Linked DNA regions of Arachis hypogaea: region 1 is linked to region 2. A link is a contact called in public Hi-C data. All regions are on one chromosome and are shown on one strand. The core of a region is the stretch at or near the end of the contact, and the rest is flanking DNA. Distances in the headings are between cores, read along the strand shown. Region 1 has its middle 14 kb from the start of LOC112746136. Region 2 holds the start of LOC112743787.

Region 1 (5,611 bases), core at 1,625-4,124, 270 kb before region 2:
CACACAGTTTGTAAATAAAGCGATCCAATAAAGAGCCCCAACTACCAAAGATTTAGTCTATACAAACTAAGATAGTCCATGACCAGAAAAAAAATACTAACATAAAAAGGATACAAATACTTTGACAAAAAGAGGGATACAAATAGGTTGAATTTTTTACTTATCAACTATTTTTCTAAAATTATTTACCAAATTGCCACTTTTGCAAATGAAAAAGTATAGGAAACAATATCTTTTTTAACAACATAAATAATAAATTAAAAAAAGTTAATCTTAATTTTAAAATTTAAATTAATTAAATTTATTCATATGTTAATAAACTTAAGATATAATCTATTATTCACATTCTTCATCATTTTTGTTGTTTATCTAGTAAAATTGTTTTCAAATATATTACCTAATTGCCATTCTTTTACTATGGTGGCGATTTTTTTTTACGTGGTTGACTTGAAGGAGCCGAATTGACTCGTAAACTCAACCAAAAAACGCTGAAACCAAAGGGCTAGCAAAGTGGAAAACACTGACCTGGATGGTGCCTCCCAGAAAGAAGATGCTGACGTGGAAGGAAGCGTGGATAGGTTTATTTGACACCACATGTGAAGGAGGCATCGGCTGGAAGTGAGCAGAGTTGAGCCGAGCTAGACCAAGCTCAAACTCGGCTCATAAAAATTGAGCTTGTCTCACGGCTCGACTCATTAACAATCGAGCTTATTTCTTAAGCTCAAGCTCGACTTAACAAAAACTCACGAGCTGGCTCGAACTCACGAATTGGCTCAAATAAGAGAAACATAAATACATAATCTATAATTCTATATCAATAAATTATAACTTATATATTTTAAAAAATATTTGAAAAGATCAATTTTATATATTGTTTATCTATCAATAAATTATAAATTTTTTATTTATGTTCTATATTAAAATTAGATGTAAAAAATAAATATAAATATTAAATAATTAAGATTGTTATATATATATATATATACCGATAGCCAGCTTTTCTCTTTTTGTTGTTGTTTTATTTTAAAAAAATGGATAATCGAAATGCGGCAAAAGGAAAGAAAATCCATGGACCGACCCCATCGTCTCCACCCCGTAGGAACTACGAGATCACCCCAAGGATATATATATATATATATATATATATATATATATATATATATATATATATATATATAATCGAGCCAGCTCACGAGCTAATGAGCTGAACTTATCCAAACTTAAGCTTGGCTCATTTAATTTATGAGCTCAACTCCAGGCTCAAGTTTGGCTCACCAGCTCACGAGCTTAGCTTATCAAGCTGTTAACGAGTCGAGCTCGAGCGGGCTCATGAGCTGACTTGATTCACTTCCACCCCTAGAGGCATGGACCAATTTGGCACCTCCATGTTAGAAGCGTTGGGCGCTTTAGCAACCCCATCCCCGCGCTATCATTTTTTTCTCTCTCCATCATTTTACTTCAAATTTATATTCTCTCTCTAGATTTTTTCTCTCAACTATCTCTTTAATCACATTCTGGTTAGTTATTCTATTTTGTATGCACTATTTTATTTTCAGTTATAATTGTTTGCAGTAGTATAAGACCTATTTATTAGGGTGAGTATGTGTATGTTAGGAGAAATTTATTTGACATATGGTCATATTATTTTGTCTTATTTGTCCTCATAATACCTATTTTGTGGTTGATATTATTTAGGACATTATTGATAGGTCCACTTATTATGTTAGTTCATTATAATGGTCAGCTAATAGATGATGAGAGCATAGAGAACAATGATCTATACGACGGTTCAAAGTTAAAGGCCATTAAGAGTTCATTTACCTTAGATATTCTTAAGAATTGGGGAGAATGTTACGGAGGCTCCCAACACTGTAAACACTCATTCATCTCAAATTTTAGCTGAGAGAATTTCTGAATGCAGAAATGGGGAGGAAGACATGGAGGTTGCACCCCAGGAAGTCCAAGTTGTGACAATTGCTCCACAACATTTCTTTGTGCCATCCAACTCTTAATTTTTTTTATATTAATTGGGATGTCATGAGTCATGACTTTTCAGAAATGAGAAGAGAAGTACAATAAACTCCAAAGACAGAGTTAAAAGTGGAGTTAAAGTGACAAAAAAAGAAGCAGGTAAAACAGGCTTTTCGAGACTATTCAATTAAGAGACATCAACCTTTTAGGATGGAGGATACTTACTCAAAGAGACTGATTGTAAAGTGTCCAAAGTTTTGTAATAGTTGCAATTGGAGGGTACGAGATATATGTAGTAAGGGGTCAGGATCTTGGGAGATTAAGTTGTACAACAGACCTCACACATATGTTAATGCTACAATTTCATAGTATCATGATAAATTAAGCTCTACATTGATTTGTTGTACTGTTTTAGAAATGGTTAGAGTTAAACCTGAGGTTCCTATGAAGTTGATTATTGAGAGAATTCAGGATGAGTAAGGATATAATGTTTCTAAAGCTTACAAGGTAAAATGAAATGGCGATTGTGAAGGTTAGTTTTTGGTGATTGGGACCAGTCATACAACTTGCTTTCTACCTAGATAGATAGAGGCGATGAAAATATGCATGCCAGGCACAATTGTGTTACTTTTTTTTTATTTGTCAAGTGGATTGGACAGCCCCAATCTTAGGCATTACACTCATACATTACACACTCACACAATCCACTCACACACACTACATGGGGGTACACACAAATGGTTCAATATTCCTCCAAGAGGATTTGAACCCGGTGCAGCTCTATGGGAGGCAAACAAGATTGCCATCTGACCCAGGTATTGATGATTTTGATCCTTTAAGGCAGGTGTTAAAAGAATGTTTTGGGCTTTCAAGCCATGTATTGATGGGTTTAGGTTTTGTAAGCCCATTATACAAATGGATGACACTCATTTATATAGTAAGTATGACCATATGATATTAATTGCAACTACTCAATATGGGATATGAATCTTTTGCTACTAGCATTTTTGTCCTTGTGGATGGTGAGACTAAAGTTTCATGGTCATTGTTCTCTTAGCTTTTTTCTGATATCTAATCGACGTAAGACTGTAAGAGCATCAAAATAGGATGTCTAATATGGGCTCAAAGAAGATTATCCTTGAGGTGGATTCAAAATTTGTGGTGGACATGCTTAAAAGGACAACAAACTTGAAGGAGCAACCTGAAGCTATTGTGAGGAAAATAGCAGAATTGCTCAACAGGAGATAGCAAGCTAGGATGACTCATACATTCAAGGAAAGTAATAAAGAGGTTGACTGCATATCAAATGAAAATTTAAAAGCTAAACCATATTATCATTTTATTGATTAATTATTTAGTCCTAAATTTATAATTATATTTGCTTATGACTATAAAAGGAATGTCTTATTCTGATTAATTTTTGTTCTGTAATTTTATTCATTGAATCTTTAGTCTTGTTTAAATATAAAAAAATGTTGAATAAGTTAACATTAATTAATGAGAAAGTCTAGGCCAGGACTTTCATTAAAATTTTGTTATTATTTAACCAGCAAAAAGAAAAAAATAATTTCACACTATTAAATGTAATCTCACACCATTAAAATTACTAATAATAATTAATTAATTATTATAAATTACAAAAGCTGATGAGTTCCTAAGAGGATCTCCAATGAAAAAGTCCAATTACTATTTAGTCAGAAAAAAAAGGAATTGGACCATTGGAGAGAATTAACGTGAGTTCCTTCACGTTTTTCAAGAAGAGAGAGAGAAGAGGGAGTCCCTTTGAATGAGAACTTCCATTAACCAATATATGTTTGTCAAGTGGCAAGTATAATAAAAAATAAATAATTATATAAAATATTAATTAATTAAATAATTATATTATATAATTAAATAATAATTAATTTAATAATAATTATAATACTAATTAAATTAAATATTAATATTTTTATTTAATTAATAATTTATATTAATTAATTAACTAATAATTAATTAAGTAATTAAGTTATAATTAATTTATTAATAATTATAATAATTAAATAAATTAAATAATTAAAATTTTTATTTAATTAATAATTTATATTAATCATTTATATCATAATTAATATTAAATATTATTTATATTTATATTTATATTATTATAGTGAATTATTATAATTAATATTTTTTAATAGTAAATTATTTTTAAATTTAAATATTTAAATTACATTATTAAAAAAATTAATTATATTAATTATAAGTATTTTAATTAATTAATTAAGTGGGACCACAATAGGGACTAAAGTTAGTTCCTCCTAATGGAGAAGAGAGAGATGCTTTGAGTTTCTATTTACTGTTTATGACGCAAAAGTTGATGTAGAGTTACTTTTTATGATAGGTGGGCTATAAACAGAAACTGGGATGAGTTTCCCACTGGAGATGGTCTAATACTTCTCTTAACTAATCTTATATGACATCAAGAGCACGTCTAAAACCTAGTCCTAGGCCATAAGCAAGAGTTAATTTGGCTTAGACAGTTTGACTAGTAATACCGATTAAATCAATAATATAATAATCCAATGCGGTAATGAAATCGAGTGTTGATTTAATTTGTTGAGTTGATTTTGATTAGAAAATATATTTTATTCCATTCGTATTTATATAATAAAGAAGAAGAGATGAGTATTGCAAAATGAATATTCAAAACATAACATGTTTTCACATTTTTTTTTTCATTCGTCCACATTGTGGAAAGAGTTTGAATGCCCTACCTAGGTTTTAAGTTTCTGTCAACTCTTGACTACTTCAACTTATGAAAAATCTATTGCAGTAACCTCGTCTACATACTCCCTTTCTTTCGGAGCATAACACGAATGACCTGTTTATTAGCATAGGTTGCAACTATCATTTTAATCGTTATTTTAGCATGACATTGTAGTGTATTTTTTATTTTAGCTGAAATTTGTTTCAGTTATTTCATTAAAATGTTTGCAAACTTTTTAATAATCAAATAAGAATTAAGGAGAAACGAAACACGATATCACATATAAACGATATAAACAAGATGATTTTTCCTAATAGGCGCTTTTTAAAAATTGATATGCGTTATAGAAATAAATAAATATTTATTTATATGCTTCTTTTATGATGTAGTATCAAAATTTTTATAATTAAAAGATCTAATAGAATTCGATTTTTATTAGACCAAAAAATAGCATAAAATAAATTAAAAAATAAAAAATAAAAAAACTCAATCAAATTTAAAAAAAAATTTCTTAGTTAAAAAACATGTTAAAAGTATAATTATTCATATATTTTTTTTTCGAAAAAAATGACATCAAGAAAAAATATCGTATCGTTTAAAATGGTAAAGCATTTATTTTAGTGAGACATTTTGTGTGTTAGTGAATATTATATATCATTAAAAATAAATTAAAATTCTTTAAAGTGAATAAATACATTGATCGAATATGGTTGGAGCCATAGTTTAGAAATAAAAAGAAGCCATAACTTGAAGCGATAAAATAAGTAGAGAATAATGATTACTAATTAATCAATCATATAAAATCTAAATATATCCAAAATTTCGATATATATATATATATATATATATATATATATATATATATATATATATATATATATATATTTTTTTTTTTTT
Region 2 (6,036 bases), core at 3,184-5,683:
AGTAACATAATCTCTTTTCCCGTTTGCTCTGAATCTCTGCTAGGGACAGTTTCTGCACCGAGCTTTTCATTGGTGGTAAAGCAGGACGCTGGAATGGAGTCGGAAGCAACGGCGGCAGAGTATTCTACTGAATGGGCCTATTACTCAAAATTGCAGCTACAGGAGTCGGCTGAGGACGGGGAGAGGTCGGACCATTAGTGCTTCTTGATACTGAAGAAAACTTGTCCTCGTAAAGTCTAGCTAATGTGACCGTACGCATCAGGGAGGGAGGGCACTGTGCCTTCACCTCTCGTCTAATATCAGATTTTAACCCACTAATAAAACAATCCTTCAATGCATCTGGTGGATCAATCTGTGTGCGATTAGCTAAAGCAACAAATTCAGAGTAATAATCACTCACAGTACCCAATTGTTGCAATTTGAATAATAATTTCCGTTGCAATTCATACAGAGAAGGCCCGAATTCGATTTCAATGGCACGCTTCAACTGATTACATGAACGAAATTGAGCATAGCGTTGTGACATTCGGAACCAAGGAATCGTGGCACCGGTCATGTGAATAACCACGATGCTTATTTGCTCTTCGTCAGGCACACGGAAGTAGTCAAAATACTGATCCAGAGAAAAGATCCAACCTAACGAATCAGAACCGTTAAATTTGGGCAGATCGAAACCCACTCGACGCAATTACATAAAAGGACGTTGGTGGAATTCTGACCCTGAGCTCGAACCATGGGAGAGCTCATGCAACTCAGATCTGTGATGAGGCTAAGCATGGAGAAGCTGAGTAATAGACTGTTGTAGCGTGTTAATTTTCAGATTCGTCGCTTCTGACGATCACGCATGCTCAGCACGAGTCTCCTCCGAAATGGATTCAAACATCTGAAAGAGTTTCTTGATGTCAGCTTCCATGCCTTTCATGCAGGTATTGTCAGTTATAGTCATGGGATGAAAGCACCAAATGGTACAGAGAAGCCAATGAATTGAAGAAACTGTAGTGTGGTATTAGTATAAGGTATGTGTATCAATAAGTCATTCACAATATAGAAGTGTGAGTATGAAGGAATTAAGAAATAACTAGTACAGAATGAATAATGGGGCACAAGCAGAAACGAGATAGTGCAAGGCCCTAAGCCTTAAGAAGCAGCCATCATCCAGTAACCTGAGACAAGAATAAAAGGTGTGCTGAGAATTTGAGAAGAAATAGCAAAAGAGAAGAATGGGGAAAAGAGAATAGTTCCTTGGAAGGGAGATTTCATACCACAATTCACTAATGATCATAATCCTCCAACCACTTGCTATTTGTTTTCTTCCTGGTGCTCTTCCTAGTGCCCGAAATAGGTGGACCAGCTGCCACCTGTCTATGGTTTGTTCCATAGTTGTAAAAACCGGACCGGACCGGCCGGTTCGACCGGAAAATCGGTGAACTGGACCTTGTACCGGTCCGGTTCGGTATATTGACCGCTTAAGAAAATGAACCGGTCAAAACCGGTACGAACTGCTCAAACCGGTTCAAACTGGTCAAAACCGATACGGACCAGAACCGAACCGGTCAACCTGCGTACCGCTGACGTCACGCTGACATCAGCATGCGGGTTTGAAATTTGAAAAAATGCAATGCAGGGAGTAGGAGTCAAACTTGGATCTCCTGAATTGCAGACCAAGTTGGCAACCACTGCACTAATCCATTTCTTTATTATTGTTAATGCTTTTTATAATATATATTTCAATTCTTTATAACTAATACATATATATACATATACATGGAAATATTTATCTCAATATTTTTTAAATTAATTATTTTTTAATTGAAGTACAAATTAATTAATTTTAAAATAAAAAATAATAATGAATATAAAAATAAAATAAAATTACTTATTCTGAGAAAAAAAATAATTTATATGATTATTTAATTATACAAAAATATTTAGATCTTGAAATTATTCTTCGAATATAATTCATAGATTGTTATTCTTATTGTATCTAATTAAGATATTATATAGTAGTATGAACTAATTATATGTCTATTTTTGTATTAGTTATTTATAGAATTCGACTTAATTGTTCTTAGAATGTTAGTAAAAATATATATTTTTCAAAATTTAATTTTAGGTTTTTGACTATTTTTATTTTTTATTTGCATAGTATCGAGTCAACCGGTTCAACCAGTGACTCACCGGTTGAACCAATGACCCAGTGACCCAGTGACTTGACCGGTTCGATTACCGGTTCGGTTCTGACAACTATGGTTTGTTCCTTCCAACACTGTCTGGCTTTTGTTTATGTACTCCTCGCTTTTGTTTATGTACTCCTCATTTGCTATATTCGTATCAGTATCTTATGCTGATCTTGATAAGTTGAATTCAAGCGTTTTAAGTTATGTTGAATCGGATTCCAAATTGAATCCAGTGAATCACCATGAATATGTGGCATGGTGTTTAATGAAAGCACCATTTGATACGAATTTGTATCAAGAATAAAGAGAATTAGAGATAATCAGAGAAAATAGAAGAGAAATTCCTAGAATTAAAGTAAAAAAGGGAAAGTAAAATTTTCAATTATATCATGCATATCTTACATTATTACATCATATTCTTATTTATAGTATAATTCTTTAATTGAGTTATAAGTCCAATACTAATCCTATGATAATGATAAACTTAATTCACCTATATAAAATTAGAAGTCAAATTAATAATTCTCATCAACAAAGAGAACCACTAATTTTAACATCCATTGCATGAATAATTTTCTTAAAAAATTAAATGAATATATATAAAAAAAAGAGTTTGAGAATCAGTAATTTTAATTTATTATTTAACAGTTTAATATCTTTACTCCAACAGTTTAATATTATATTTTTAATTAATTTTTGTAAACATTATTAATTAGTTCTTAACTAACAATAATAAATTATACTAATGATGTGGCATTACTCTAAAATATGAGTTTATGTATATGTGTGTAGATGACGAATAAAGAGGGCTGCTTCGAGGTAGAGGTTCAACCAAACGTGGACTATGGCTTCGTAGTAGCACTTCTTACCATTGTTGATGAGATCAAATACATTGAGAAGAAGTCTACTAAGAAAGATGAAGTCAAGGGTGCGGATACAATCGCAGGAGCAGCTAGAATCGCAGGAGCAGCTCTAAAGCTTGGTGTGGTAAGTTTTTATTTTTCGACACTAATTTATGAAAATTGTCTTTTAAAGTTTAGTTTTTAAAAGCTGCACGTGCATTTGATAAAATCAATCTAAAAATTATTTTTAAAAATAAAAATAACCATAATAAACATGTATAATAAAAAATAATTATTTTTTTAAATTTTAAAATTTTATATATAATATAAATATTAAATTTTTATTTTATCATAATGGCATTACGAGAATACTAAATCAACTAAAACTAAATAAGTAATCTCAAAATTTAAAGAATGATAATAGACATAAATATAATAAAAATTATTTTTTAATTTTAAACTTAAAATCTTTATATAAATATCATAAATATCATCGCTAGAAATATTAAACCACCTAAATCTTTATATAGCCCAATTCTTTTCATTAATTAAATTTGATGCTATATTATTTCAAACTATTTCTATAGTTTTAAGAAACTCATCACCATCTTTTTAAAAATTATCTTCAACTTCACTTTGATCGGTATCTTCATCTTCTTCAAAGACAACGTATATCTATTTGGTCATATTTCTTAACCTTAGAATCACTTGTAAAATAATGTCTAATATAGTTATGCAGCAGCGTTATTGTTGCGATAACAATTTGAACTTGTTTTTTATAGTTAAAATTAAATATATCTCATAAAATCTTCTAATTTTTTTTTAAACTTTAAATGTACGTTCTATTAAACTTCTAAATGAAGAATAAACATAATTATATATTCTGTAGTATACTAAAAGGTCCATTAATACGATAAAATTTCGGCAGATGATATATCTCTTTTTTATATAATCTTAGATAATCTATCCTTTTTGGATAGCCTGCATACCAAATAAAAAAGAACAAATTGTACTTTATATAATAACTACTCTAGATGATGACAAATGGAGAAGTAATAATGCCATACATATATGAACACTTAGAGATGCCAACAAAAAATATATTGTGCAGATAATATTGAAATTGAACTATTTCTTTAATTTTCTCCTTATTAGTAATAATTTAATTATTTTGATGTAAGTCTTATGGTGAGTGAGGATGATGATGGAGGTTTAATCTGGATTCTGCAGAGTTTGAGCTCGTGATTGGTGAGCCTCTCCTGTTCCAGGGTTTGTGTTCTTCGAGTTAGGTGGTGCAGGTTTTGTGTTTTCTATATATTTTTAGATGTTTGTGTGCATGTATGTGTGTTTCTTTTACTAGATGTTTGTATTTGATAATACATAAAATTATATTTTTATTTTTAGTATTTTTAACTATTTTTAAAATTTTGTGAATAATAATTCAATCGCGAAATTTTTAAACTAACAAATATTAAAAATAAAAATATTTTTATATAAGGATGAAACAAGTACAGTATTAATGGTTCTCCGATTATTCGTTATTGGATATGGTTGTATTATATAATAGTCTTCAATAATGATGTTTGAATTATATGGTCAATCTTACTTAATCGGATAAAACTTGATTGTTGTTGCATGATGTTAATCTCTCCTAAGCACTTCCCCCAGTTCATGTTCCTCGGAACCAAAAAAGAAAAAATATTTATTCATTTTAGTCCTTAAAAAATTTTAAATCAGATACTTTAGTTTTTAATTAAAATTAATTATTCGATTGATCTTTAACAATTAACTCTGTTAGTCACTTAGATCCATGGCTCCATCAATTCTAACAAAAAATAAAATGGTCCCTGACAACTCTAACACGGGACAAATTATCCCTAACAACTATAACAGATAGGAGTGTTTAAAACCGATCTAAATAAAATAAAATCGACCAACTGAGCCGAAAAAACCAAAAACCAAAAAAATCAAAAAAATGATATTTTATAATTTTTGTGCTGTTCGGTTCGATTTTCAATTCTAATTCAAAAAATCCTAACCGAACCGAATCGGTTTATTAAAAAACCCTAAATAAAAGTATAAAACCAAACCCTCCCCTTTTCCACACACAGCCGCCACACTTGGGATTAGGAACCCAAACATACCTAACTCATTAACTCAATCCATTGTCCACTCTCCACTCTCCATTCCACAGCGTCGAAAACTCTTCCTCCCACCCTCCACAACGCCGTCGTCCTCTCAGCCCTAACGTCGCCGGATAGCACACTCGTGCCGGCCCTTCCTTGTCGCTCTTCCCTTTTCTCGACGCGCGCGGCCCTTTCTCTCCTTCCCTTCCTCGTCGGGCTTCCCTCTCCTCTGTGTTGCCCTTCCTTCACGAACAGCAGCCGCTTCTCCTGCATTCTGTCGTCCTCGAGAATGGATTGTAGCGTCTTTTCTGCAGTTTTGCTGGCGCTTCGCATCTGTGATTCATAGTTCTAAATTTTTTTATCTGACTATTCATTATTAGTTTTGTTTTTTGGTTTTGATATGATATTTGTTTATGTTCTGATTTGTTATTTTAATTTTTGGTTATGATTATTTGTTCTTGATAATGAGTTTTTGTTTAGGGTCTGGATCTTATTATTTCTTGATTTTAATTGTATGTTCTATTCTGAGTTTTTATTATAACTTTTTTATGATTATTTGTTTTGGATTTTTATTTTTGATTTAGGATTTTGATTCTGTTATGATTTTTTTTCTTCACATCATTTTATTGTTAATGGAGAAAGTGAAAAGAAGGATAATTTTCAACAGGGATTTCTGTATTTTGTTTTTAGGGAAATTTATTATAAAGGACCGTTACGAAGATTTAATTATTAAAAAAACTTTTAATATTAAAATTATATAGAAAGACTTATTTTATAATATTTAAAAAAAAAGACCAAATCTTTTTCGTGAAGAGACAAATATATTCTTAGATTATTTTCTTATTTATTTCTTTTCTTTATACATATTTTTTTTTCTAATTATCTATGATA

The links. Hi-C and Micro-C count contacts between places; a contact is called where the count stands out from the background.
Region 1: a contact with region 2 is called in a Hi-C map of leaf, with 2.5 times the contacts expected there. The contact joins the enhancer-like site here to the promoter of LOC112743787 in region 2. A contact is called at or near these places in 2 of 8 Hi-C or Micro-C datasets (leaf and an unstated tissue).

What each region holds. Positions count from the first base shown.
Region 1 is chr14:116,652,769-116,658,379 of arahy.Tifrunner.gnm2.J5K5, reverse strand. No RefSeq gene overlaps it. Among protein-coding and RNA genes, the nearest start is that of LOC112746136, 14 kb to the right of the region's middle. Within about 2 kb of position 2,874, at least 2 of the 3 cell types and tissues checked have open chromatin away from gene starts, as enhancers often do.
Region 2 is chr14:116,384,496-116,390,531 of arahy.Tifrunner.gnm2.J5K5, reverse strand. It overlaps LOC112743787, which reads left to right and starts at 4,433. Exons shown (of 2, transcript XM_025793123.3): 1 at 4,433-6,036. LOC112743786 (protein LURP-one-related 10) reads left to right here. Exons shown (of 6, transcript XR_011871166.1): 5 at 2,970-3,164; 6 at 4,250-4,444.